2 separate regions of the Anser cygnoides genome follow, and region 2 is linked to region 1. A link is a contact called in public Hi-C data. All regions are on one chromosome and are shown on one strand. The core of a region is the stretch at or near the end of the contact, and the rest is flanking DNA. Distances in the headings are between cores, read along the strand shown.

What was found. Hi-C and Micro-C count contacts between places; a contact is called where the count stands out from the background.
Region 2: a Hi-C map of liver shows a contact between it and region 1, with 7 times the contacts expected there. The contact joins the enhancer-like site here to the promoter of FNBP1L in region 1. A contact is called at or near these places in 5 of 7 Hi-C or Micro-C datasets (fetal liver, granulosa cells and liver).

The regions. Positions count from the first base shown.
Region 1 is chr8:2,154,627-2,160,263 of Taihu_goose_T2T_genome, forward strand. FNBP1L (formin binding protein 1 like) reads left to right here and starts at 1,662. Exons shown (of 14, transcript XM_048067071.2): 1 at 1,662-2,030. The coding sequence starts at 1,677.
Region 2 is chr8:2,235,424-2,240,951 of Taihu_goose_T2T_genome, forward strand. The region is part of intron 3 of BCAR3 (BCAR3 adaptor protein, NSP family member); the gene reads right to left. Among named protein-coding and RNA genes, the nearest start is that of TRNAR-UCU, 69 kb to the right of the region's middle. Within about 2 kb of position 1,973, at least 2 of the 3 cell types and tissues checked have open chromatin away from gene starts, as enhancers often do. A contact at or near this core is called in fetal liver and liver, where this site is marked.

The DNA of each region.
Region 1 (5,637 bases), core at 412-2,911:
ATGTTTTCAGAGGTGTGACTAAGAGAATAAAATCTGTGGGGTAATATTTGTTTAATTATGTCTAGGAGTAGGGCCAATTGCAGTTCCTGATAAGGAAACAACGTCAAAATTCTAAATGATTAATTATCATGCTTCCAGCAATATCCCGCAGAGATGCAGTAGGCTTTTTCCCTCATCTTACAGCTAGATCACTTCACATCCTGAACTGCTAAACTGGAGAAGAGCATAGCTCACTGTATGGATGGGAATCTCCTAAAGCAAGACTGTACTTGAACAGGAAAGGGCCTTATGGTGGCTGATGTCAGACTTCTCTCTAAACTGAGATACTAAGTGTTACGCTGCTAAGACTTGTATTTTATCTTCAGTGAGCTAAAATTAGGTTTGATCCTAAGGTCTTTATATATTGCTTAGGAATTCCAGGTTCTTTGGGAACTTAAATAACTGCTCTTATGTCTTTTAACTGATTTGAAGTTACATTTGTAGTTTGTTGAAATGAGCTATGATCTTTTCATTATGGATGAACAGGTGGCTCCTAGTTGAAGTAAAGGTGAAATGCACCTGTGTGTAAACACACCTGAGATACATATGATTGCTCTTTTAGGAAGAAGTTTGGGTTAGGAGCAAACTAAAAATCAAACTTTATTGAAAAAGTAGCTAAGCAAAGAGTTGATCTAAGTTTTTCTTCCTAATCCTTAAAAGCATGTGAATTGAATAAGTTCAAATATATTTGATTACTCTTTTATTCATCAGTGCTTCATTATCAGAATCCTCAAAATGCTTCCAGCCTGGTGAATGTTTTCAGTAACATGCAATGTACAAACTGTTTGAATTAACATCTGTTCAATTGAAGTGAGCCCAAGTGTGGAATTTGAGCCCAAATCTGGGGTTTTGTGACCGCTGGCTTGCTAAAACATCCTCTACGTTGGCCACCACAGCACGTGGCAGAATCGTTCAGCTTGTGGCTTTCCCCAGACCAAATACATTTCTAGTGTAATGTGACTGGCTCCAACACTTAACTCCAGAAATGACATCGTTGACCTGTGATCTCATCTGCTTATTTTGATAATTCACATTATCTTACTGTAATGGTTTCATATAGATCTAAAAGAATTTGCATTTTGCTCTCATAAGGAAGAAGGTAAGATTAAATGTCAATTATGTGTGATGTGAACGAGCAATACCTGGAAGGTGACTTTGGAAATGAAAAAAAATGATTGGATTTAAGTCGCTGTTTTTTTCTTGATGGAGACTGAGCAGAACAGCAGTATTTTCACTGAGTCCTTGCTGCAATTTTTGAGTAAAAATGGGAGGAAAACCAAAAACTGATGTTTTGAGGGGAATTTTGATGGCTCTCCAAGCCTCTGCCTTCTACAAGGTTTCAAAACGGACATTTTGGTGGAAAAATTGCGAGGATTTAACACCATTTCCTTTCCAGTCGCTGAGGAAGCTCCCTGTTCCCGCCGGGGACCACTACCCGCGCGGCGGGGCCGGGTCCCGCACCGCCTCAGGTGTGCCCGGGGCCGCTCCCGCCGTGACTCAGCGCGTGCCTGGCCGGCCGTGAGGCGCAGCAGCGAGGGCCGGGGTCTCGCTGCGCGAGCTCTGGCCCCGGGCGTCCCCTCAGGGCCGAGGGGGTGCGGCCGCTCCCACCCCTCCCGTGTCGTTAAGGAGCATTGCCGATGCCGCCTCCTGCCCGGTACCGGGCGGCGCATCAGGCCGGGGGCCGGTCGCCAGGCGCCGCGGGAGGGAGGCTGGGCGCCGGGCCTCCCCCGGGAGCGGCGCCTCAGCCCGGCCCAGCCTCGGCCTCCCGCGCCGAGCCCGCCCCTCTCCCAGTCTCCTCCGCGGCTCCCCCTCCCCGAGCCAGGCGGGGCCGCAGCTCGCAGCGCCGCCGTTCGTGGTGCCGCCTCTCGCGTCTCCCCGCTGAGCGAGGGCACCGGCGGGACCCTCTCCGGCCGCCCCCTGTCCCCGCCGCCGCCTCAGCCGCAGCCGGCGCTGCCCGCGGAGCCGCCATGAGCTGGGGCACGGAGCTGTGGGTGAGTGCCGGCCGGCCGCTCATTGTGTCGGCACCCGCCGCCTCCCCCCGGCCCGGCTGCTTTGTTCGGCGCTGGGGAAGGGCGGTGGCACCGGCGAAGGGAGGGGGGGGGTCGGGGCGGTGTGAGGGGGGAGAGGCGCTGCCGAGGGCGGTGGGGAAGGGGGGCGCCGAGGCGGGGCTGAGAGGCGGGCGCTCGGCGGGCAGCGCCGTACCCGGGGCTCGGGGGCGGCCGTGGGGGGTGTGGGGGTCCCGGTAGCGGCCTGGGGGAGCAGCGGGCCTGGCTTTGTCTGCGGCGCCGCGCCCCGGGGGCTTCTCCGGAGGGAACCTTCCAGAGCGGGGGCGGCCACCAGCACGAGCCGGTGGGGGGAACGGGGCAGAGAGCGCTGAGGGGGCTCGGCGGGCCCCCTGCGGACCGGGGCGCGAAGCGCGCACACACGCCCTGAGGAAAATATTCCCGAAAACCCGGGTGCAGCAGCCCGCGGCCGCGGCTCGGCCATGACGCCCCTCGCGCCTCCAGCAGCCTCTTTGTCCCGCATGGCTGCGGGGCGCGCTGGGCGCCGGGAGCGGCGCTGCCTGGGCCGGGGGGGGGATTTAGGGTGGATCGGGGTTGGGGGGGCTGCAGCAGCGCCGTCTCCCCCGTGCCGTGTGGGGAAGCGGCGTCGGAGCTGCCGAGGGGCTGCGGCCGTCGCTTGGGCCGTGCCCCTATGCGGCCGGGGCGTGCAGGGGGCAGCAGCACGCGAGGGGCGCGCGGCTCGGCTGTGAGGAGACCAAATGGACACTGGTGCGGCCAGCGGCACCGAGAAGAGACGGGGTTAGTAGCAGCGCGAGTGCGCCTTTGTAGTGCGTGCCTGTGTGTACTACGGCCGTGGAATCGTTAAGGTTGGAAAAGATCTCAGTGGTCGTCTGGTGCACCCGCCCCTACCCGGGAGAGGTTATAGGTTGGTGCTGGGGAGAGTCGGGGTGGTGCGTTGGAGGAGAACGCTGAATTTTTTTCTGCGTGTACTTAAATACGTATCGTTTCAGAAACCAGACTTTCAGCTTACTCATCTCTGTTCCTTTTGGCAGCCTCTTAATCTTGTTTTCTTTGTTCGGCTTGCGAATGATAGCTAAGGTTTTGTGTTCTGTCTGGTGTTCAGTGTTGCGAGAAAAAGCTTCAGAAATACGTACAAAAAGATGGATTTCAACTTCAGACTTCATTTCAATAAAAGGCAATTTTATTTACAGTGTCATAATTGTGACACAGAATTGTGCCTGAATTGTATCTAGACCTACTACATTTTTTTCCCTAAGTCACTAATTCTATTGTGCTGGTTTAAAGAAATAATGCCAGATATTTAAACTAAAAGTTCTATGCTACTGCTTTTATTTCAGCAAAATTTAATACGCTTTTTCATACTATTAGGCGATAGCTACTTCCTTAAGGTACAGATGCGGATATATATATATATATATATAATGGTCTGTTTGTAGGTATATAGCTAGCTTCTCTGATAATTTAAGTTTTTATATTAAAATGTACCTTCTAAATGGGTTACTTTTGTTGAATTATGTCATGCTTTTTGAAAAATAGTATCTTAGGGCTATAATGCCAAGTATTTTCTTACACAAAAAAAAGTTCAGTGCTGCTCATACCAATTGAAAAGAATATCAAACGTTTGCTTTGACATCTTTAAGTGGGCAGAGAAACATTTATCTTTTAATTCTGGTGTAAAATTCTGTTTATAAATATATTAGCTTCTCTCTAGACCAAAAACACAATGAAAAACAGTGCTTTGGGAGCTTTGGAGACAGGGCTGCAAAGAATGGGCAGTTAAAGTGTTAGCTGTGTTTTCGTTGTGAGGCTTTCCCTTCGTCTTCCCCTGCTGCTACCTTCAGCGCAGCCTCGAAGCAGCAGAGCCAGGCTGGATTCGCTAATGGCAGCGGGGTGCCTGCGGCTCGGCGCGGGGCATCCAGCGGCACGGTGTGCTGTGCTCGGCGTGGGCACAGCAGGGAGAGGCCTCGCCCTTGGTAGCGCTGGCGCCTGGGGTTCCGAAGGGCAGGTTGGTGGGATCAAGGCTCGCATCTGGAGGACATTTTTTCTGGATGTTGAGCAAACGTTCACAATGTGTTTGTAAGCAAATGTGTATGTAGGCTCTCCTCGTACACTGGTGTTTTTGTGTCAAGCTCCTTAGTATCTCTTCATGCTGATCATTGGTATTTGACGCTGATTCGCAGTTCTGATGTATTTGTTTATTTATTTTCCTGGAGTCCGTATGTACTTCTGATAAAGTAAAAAGCGTGCAAGGGTACATTTAGAGGGAAATAAGGATCCAGAAGAAAATCTAGGGGATTAGAAAAAACAACTCATGTCCAATATTTATGTGGTACCTGTTTAATATGGTTCTTCTGGTATTAAAGTGCTGCATATGTTGTTCATGTTTAAAGTATCTTCAATGGTTATATCATGAAAAAAGGGAAAGATTTTCTTTGATGGGCCAGTATTTCCTAATTCTTAAATTCTTCAGCTGCTATTTCTATTTGTGGATTATTGGGCGTTTTTGCCTTTCAGTCAACCATTTTTATAAGTCCACCACTCAGAATTAGGTATACGGTGGCCAACGCACATATATCTTGGGAAGGCTGAAGTAGAGGTGCTTCGTGTTTTTAGTGCGTCTTGGCCAAACAGCATATTCCCTGGTGTGTAACTGCTTTCAGTAATGATCCTTTGATAACACTATAAAATAATACAAACTAATAATAGTGAAATAAATGTTGATTTGTTCAAGCCATTCTGTCATTAGAACTTTTGTTTTACCTTTTTTTCCACACTATGTGAAATGTTTCTCTTTTTTCCACAACAAAATTTTTGTGATGAATTTTAAGTGTTGTTCCACAGATAATTTTATTATTCGTGCATTTGTTTTTGTAGTGACTGCAGCATATACGTCATGATATGTGCTCATTAAAACCAGGATACTTCAGTGAACTGCTTTGCATGATAGTCTTCTCCTCATGGTTATGAGAGAGTAGTGGGAACTGGGACATCTGGGTTCTAGTTGTCTGTCATCCAGTTGAAATTGTATTTTCTGAGACTTGGACTGCTGTGCTCTAAATTCTCCTATTTGTAATACTTAGGTGGTTTTTTTTTATAGATAGGAATTGTAAAGCAATAATCATCTGATGAAAGGGTGTATATAATAACAAAGTATCATTGTTTTGTTGGTAATGAGAAATTGTTGCTTGTTGCTGTTCACTTAGATACACTTTTCAGGGTTTTGACTTCAGTGAGGTTTGTTTGTTTGTTTTGGTATTATGTTTTTGTTCTCCTCATGAGCCACTCTGAGGGCATACACGTTCAAGTCCTGGGTGGACTTGCACACTTGCTTAATAAGATGCCCCAGTCTGACTTCTGTCAAATTGTATTGCAATATCCAAGGCAAGAATAGATGACTAGAACTAAGGCTGTGGGCCTTAATTTAGCAAATGAAGTCTTTGGAAATAAAAATGACGGATTCTGATTTGTTCAAGTCTATTTGGCATGAACCTCCGTTCAGTGTATATGTTTGTACATCTGGAGTTCTTTCTGTGATGGGCATCAACTGTACAAATAATATTAACATAGAAGATTT
Region 2 (5,528 bases), core at 723-3,222, 81 kb after region 1:
AATACAGTTCATCATGAAGCGATCTATTGAAAGGAAAAAAAAAGAAACAACCCCCAAATCCCAACAGCATGATACGGTACTTCTGACAACAGAGAGGATGCAATATCCTTTACGTACTTGTGCTTTCCTTCTTTATCAAGCCCTAGACTGCAAATCCAACCACTGTTGTGGTTCACTAGTTAATGCACACATTTCCCCAGGCCTTGATGACTTTACGTGTACATTCATGTCTTTCAGAAAGACCTACTAGTTTTGCAACTTCTTGTGTGACTCATTTACCTAGGGAAACTCAGTGGTATAGTTTAAATGGTCTAGCTCCAATGATACAATTCCTGACAGAGTTCCTTCACCTGAAACAGCACACAAAAAAAAACAAGCAAGGCAAAGGATTTTTTTTTTTTTTTTTACATATGAATCATCTTCCCAAACCTTTTCAACAGGACCTGGATTCCCCCTCTAGTATTTTCCGTACTGAAAGCATTGGGACTGAATGAGCATCTTCAACTGACTACCTTGCTTGTAGGCACAATCTCTTTGCTTCAATGAGACTAGCACAGCTCAATCTGGAAAGTAAATTTGGCCTAATGTGTACTCAATGTGGGCGTACCTATTTTTCATTTGAAAGGCTTGTTACTAAGCAGCAGTAAAAAAAAGTTTTACATCCACTGCTCAACCCAAACTGTACTGCATAAATTACAAATTAAAGAATAAAAAACTATGTATGGTGTGGGAATGCCAGAAACAATGAAATTAACCCTTAAAAATAATACTGTACTATTTTACACAGCAGCTGGTTTTTGTTTGTTTGTTTTTAAATCAATAGTATAACCAGCAGGAAAGAGTGCTTTATTTAGATAGCGAATCTATTTTTTTAAGCAAAACTAATAGGATTTTTTTTTAATAAAGGTTACACAAGCTCTGCACATATGGTTCAATGAATAGATGACGCATTCTTAAGAACCAGAGTCAGAACTGGAACCTTCGTATGACACTGTGATACATCACTATGAAAATTAAGACTACTGGAAGAAAGTAGTACACAAGAAACCTCTGGGTAATGGTAAAATAATTCTTGCACTGTTGGCTACCACGGAGCTCTTTCAGCCAGCATGATTATGAACAGCCTTCAGGCTGCTCCAAATTACACTTAATTTATATCTAGTAAATATTGACTCAGAGGAGCTAAGGATGGTTCAGCCATTTCCACTCTCCTGTTCTGCAACCTTTTGCTGGTACTTTGGGTTGACTGCACGAGAAATAAACTGTTTCATGCACCTAAGAAACATCAAATGTGATCTTTCTGCTAAGTCAATCTATCAATGCTTTTCTAATACTTTCCAACATCAGGAGATCAATTATCATATCAGATTCCTTTCTTTGTTTTCAAAGATTCTTGCCAAGAATCTTAAAATATCTGAAAATGCCTTCATTTGTTTCTAAGGATGGCTGGCTAGAGTGCTTTTGATAGGTAAGTTTATTAAGAAAGTCTTTCTAAACTCATAGAACTTAAGGACACAAATTTAAGGACACTTGATCACATTCTGTATCAGGTTCCTAATAGTCCAACAGGAAGAGAAATTAAGGTGTCTCTCCCGATCCCATCTGTATTATTATAAAGCCTGTAGAGTTATTTAGGGAGTTTCGTGATCTGGTTTAAATTACATTTATCCAGCACTGCAGATCGGGACTGTTCTCCTGACACACCTAAACTGTCTCCAGCCCCATTCACAGCACATTGCATATGCAAGAGCTTGAAGTATTCACATTGGATAGTACAAACCTGTTCTGGGGGAATCCTTTTAGGCTGCTTTAATCTTACACATTAAATGAGACACAATGTAGGAATCATTTCTCTTGAGGTTTTGGGCTTCTTTTTCTCTCATCACAAAACCAATCAAAGATTTCTTTGGCTTCAAAGTTGCAAGTGGCTCAAGTAATGCAACCGAACTCTGTAAAAATACAAATACTTGAAAGCTCACAAGCAGTCTGAAGTTATCAGAACAGTCTGCGGAGCTACAAAAAAGTTATTTCCATAGAATCATAAAGGTTGGAAAATACCATCGAGATCATCTGGTCCAAACAGCACTTATATTCACGGGTGTACTTATAATTCACACATAGAGTTATGATTCTTGATTTCATATTACAGAGAAATAATTTTAGACTAAACTACACAATGGAATTGGTGACTTGCCACTGTTAGATGGTGCTACATCGACAAATCACCTAAGCATTTAAATCAGCCCAACAATATCCAGTGGAATACATGCAATGCTACATTAGATTTCTTTTCACTAAGTGAAAGTAAACAATCCACCCAGAAAGCCAACTATAAACGAGAGAAGACATGGTGTACAGTACAAGGGTCAACAGCATAAATCGGATCTGATGCAGCAGGCAGCCAATCCAGAGCATGCCACTCACTGGCACTGGACTCATGTCACCATACGGCATACAGCACCTCCTGCTTGCACAGTGCGTGGGACAAGTGACGACATATGGCAGGCACCTCCTGACTGCACAGTGCACGTGCACAATCTAACAAGGGTTGTGAGCACCTATTGCTATAAAATGGCATCCATAAGGTTGTAATAAGGTATAATATGAATAAAATTTTAAAGAGAAAAAACAAATCAAAGCATGGAGATCCTAAGATTGGAACATTCTTCATTTAGTATGTATGACTTCTCTCTATAACTAATTATTTGTTCTTTTGATGCAAGAAAAGTCAGGAAACAGAGGATACAACTGACAAACAAGTTGTCCACACAAACAGCATCTTCACAACGCCCACTACTGTTTAGTCTTAGTACTTAGTCATTAGGACATGGCCTAGCATCCCTAACTAAACTTCTGTGGGGGATGCCTCCAAATACAGGTAGTGCCCAACTGGTTACAGCTGAACACTTTTTAAATTGTAGAATACGTGGGAGAAAAGGGATGACAACACAGTTCAAAAACACTGCTTACTTTTATTTGTCCTTAACTCAACTGTCTACAGGTACCATAATGTCCCACCACCCAGCTCAGGTCGTACCACTCCTGTGATATGTCTTACTGGAACTGACTCTTTCATGTCCCTCCTCTAACCTCACTTCCTGCAGGCTGTTGGTGCAGCTCCTGATAATAAAGCAATAGATAGAGCTGTAGTTGTAATTACATTTGTTTGCATTGCAAGGGTGTGGTACAGGAGAGGTCAGCAAAACTCCTTCCTTCTATTGCAGTTCTGTAAGGCCTGTAGCTGTTGTACAGGAAGAGTAAGAACATGGAGTTTGCATCTATTTAGTATTCAGTGTTGAAATCTCTTTAGAAATACGATTTATCTAAAAATACAGATTGGAAACTGGAAGAAATAGGTGCCGAACCTCCTGAAGAGCTTCCTACTGGGTCCTAAGGCGCACTTTAAGATATCCAAATACCTTTGAAAAACCTGGTCTTTTATTAATAACATGCAAACTTTTCAGACATCTGACAATAGGCATAGTTTGTCTTACAGCCATCTATTAAGAGGCCACCAGCCAGTTTTATATAACTTATCAAAAACTAGTCTATATATGCTTGAGCTCCATCTACTGTCTGCCAACTTGTGTACAAACATGAAGCTATTTTGTAATGCCTCACCTGTTATTTTTTCAATTTATTCCTTGTATTGGAATATAAATAAATAAATAAATAAATAAATTTGAAAAGGCGTAAATTTACTTTTTTTTTCAGAATTAGTTCCAAACTTCTGGCTCATATTTTCTTCTCTTTTTACCCGACGTAGCTGTCATTAGTCTAACTTCAGCTTTACTTGACACAGTACAGTTCTCTTGCATATAAAAAGGACCCATTTAATGCAATCGCTAGCTGCAGATTTCTTCTTCTGAAAATCTCTCCAGTCCTATCAAAATAAAGTGTTTATCTGAGATTTACTCCAATTTCAACTGTAACTCAAAAAAAAAAAAATTATATATACATATATTTTACTTTGCCGAGGGGAGGCACCTCAAAATCAACCTTCTATTGAAAACTCCCAAATATCCAAGAATACTTCCCTTTTATAGAAGGAGGGGTTTTGGTTGTGTAACACTTAAAAATTAAATCCACAAGTCATTTGGGCTCTGCTGGAGCTCAGTTTTTCAAACTCTTTAGCAGCATGTATGAGTTTGGAAAGGCCTGTTTCCCTCACACATTTTTGCGTAATACACTTTGATGAAATTGAAACAAAAGCAGCAAGCTCACCTCAGCTTATATGCTCCCTTGCAACATTTTCCTAATGGAAAGATTTGAGGGCAAGGAGGCAAATGACCTCAGCGTGTTCTAGATAGCCAACATAACATTATATTCTCTCATTCACATAGGTGCTTAGTTTCTAATAGTATTTGACATACAAAAACCACAATCAGCAAATCCTGCTTCTCTGAGAACACAAATTAATAGATGGTATCTCTACTGAAATATACTTCTAATGTTCCTTCTGCTGCCTTCTCTACAGGCCAACCTATAGCCAAACAGTATGTCAAAAAGAGGTAAGATTGTACAGACATGCACAACATACCAGTCTTACCCTAATTAGTTTCTATAAACATAGCTCTGAGAGATTAGGAGCTTCACCTCCATACACTTTGTCAGGAAGAGTACCTGAAATGCTCTTTAATAATTTGACTTCAACAAGCTATATACTCACTCCCCCTTGTGGTTTATGTATTTATATATGTTTAAAAATCAACTTAAGTCAGGTGCCACTGTGAAGGAGTTAAATATAAACATTTTCATGTGCCAATCAGCCTTTGCTATTAGTCCACCCACAAGATAATGAAAAGGACCCAATCACATATATAACTATCATCTTCAAAGCACAGTTCCTGTGGAACAATACTGAAAACCCAAAATGACAAGTATTCTGCACAAAGGACACAGCTCAGTAACAGTTAAGAACAGATCAGCACTAAAGATGGCAGACTGCAGTCAGGTCTCTCTTCTGTTCTGCAGAGTTCAAATATCTCACATGAAAAGGATTAAATTTTATCTGCACTCATACCTTTTATATACGTATACACCTATTAACATAGATATACAAAAGACTACTGTAAGCTATAAGAATTCCAGCTGATGCCAACACACAGCAAGACACCTTTTTCTTCTTGTGTCAATAGACACAAGTGTTTGTACAGAAATTGAAAATGGAAAGAAAACTAAACCCGCTTTACAACTAGATTTAGTTTTATGTTCTCCACTCAAATCTTCAAACACTTTTTATCATGCACAGGGTTGCTCTTACCAAGAATACTTAAAATGTACACTGCAGTTGAGGTAGGAGAAATTAGGCACAGTGAAGATATGATTCAGCACCTTTCTTTCTTCCCCATGGGAAGCACTTTTGTGGGAAATGGCATGCTCTTTTTTAGCAAGTAAGCAAATACAGTGCCTACTGCAGTGTAAAGGATTGGATACGGGATTACACAGGAAAGCACTGTTTTTTCCAGAAATGATCCGTCCCTTCAACAACCACGGTATCTGACAGAGGTATTCAGTAACTCCATTTG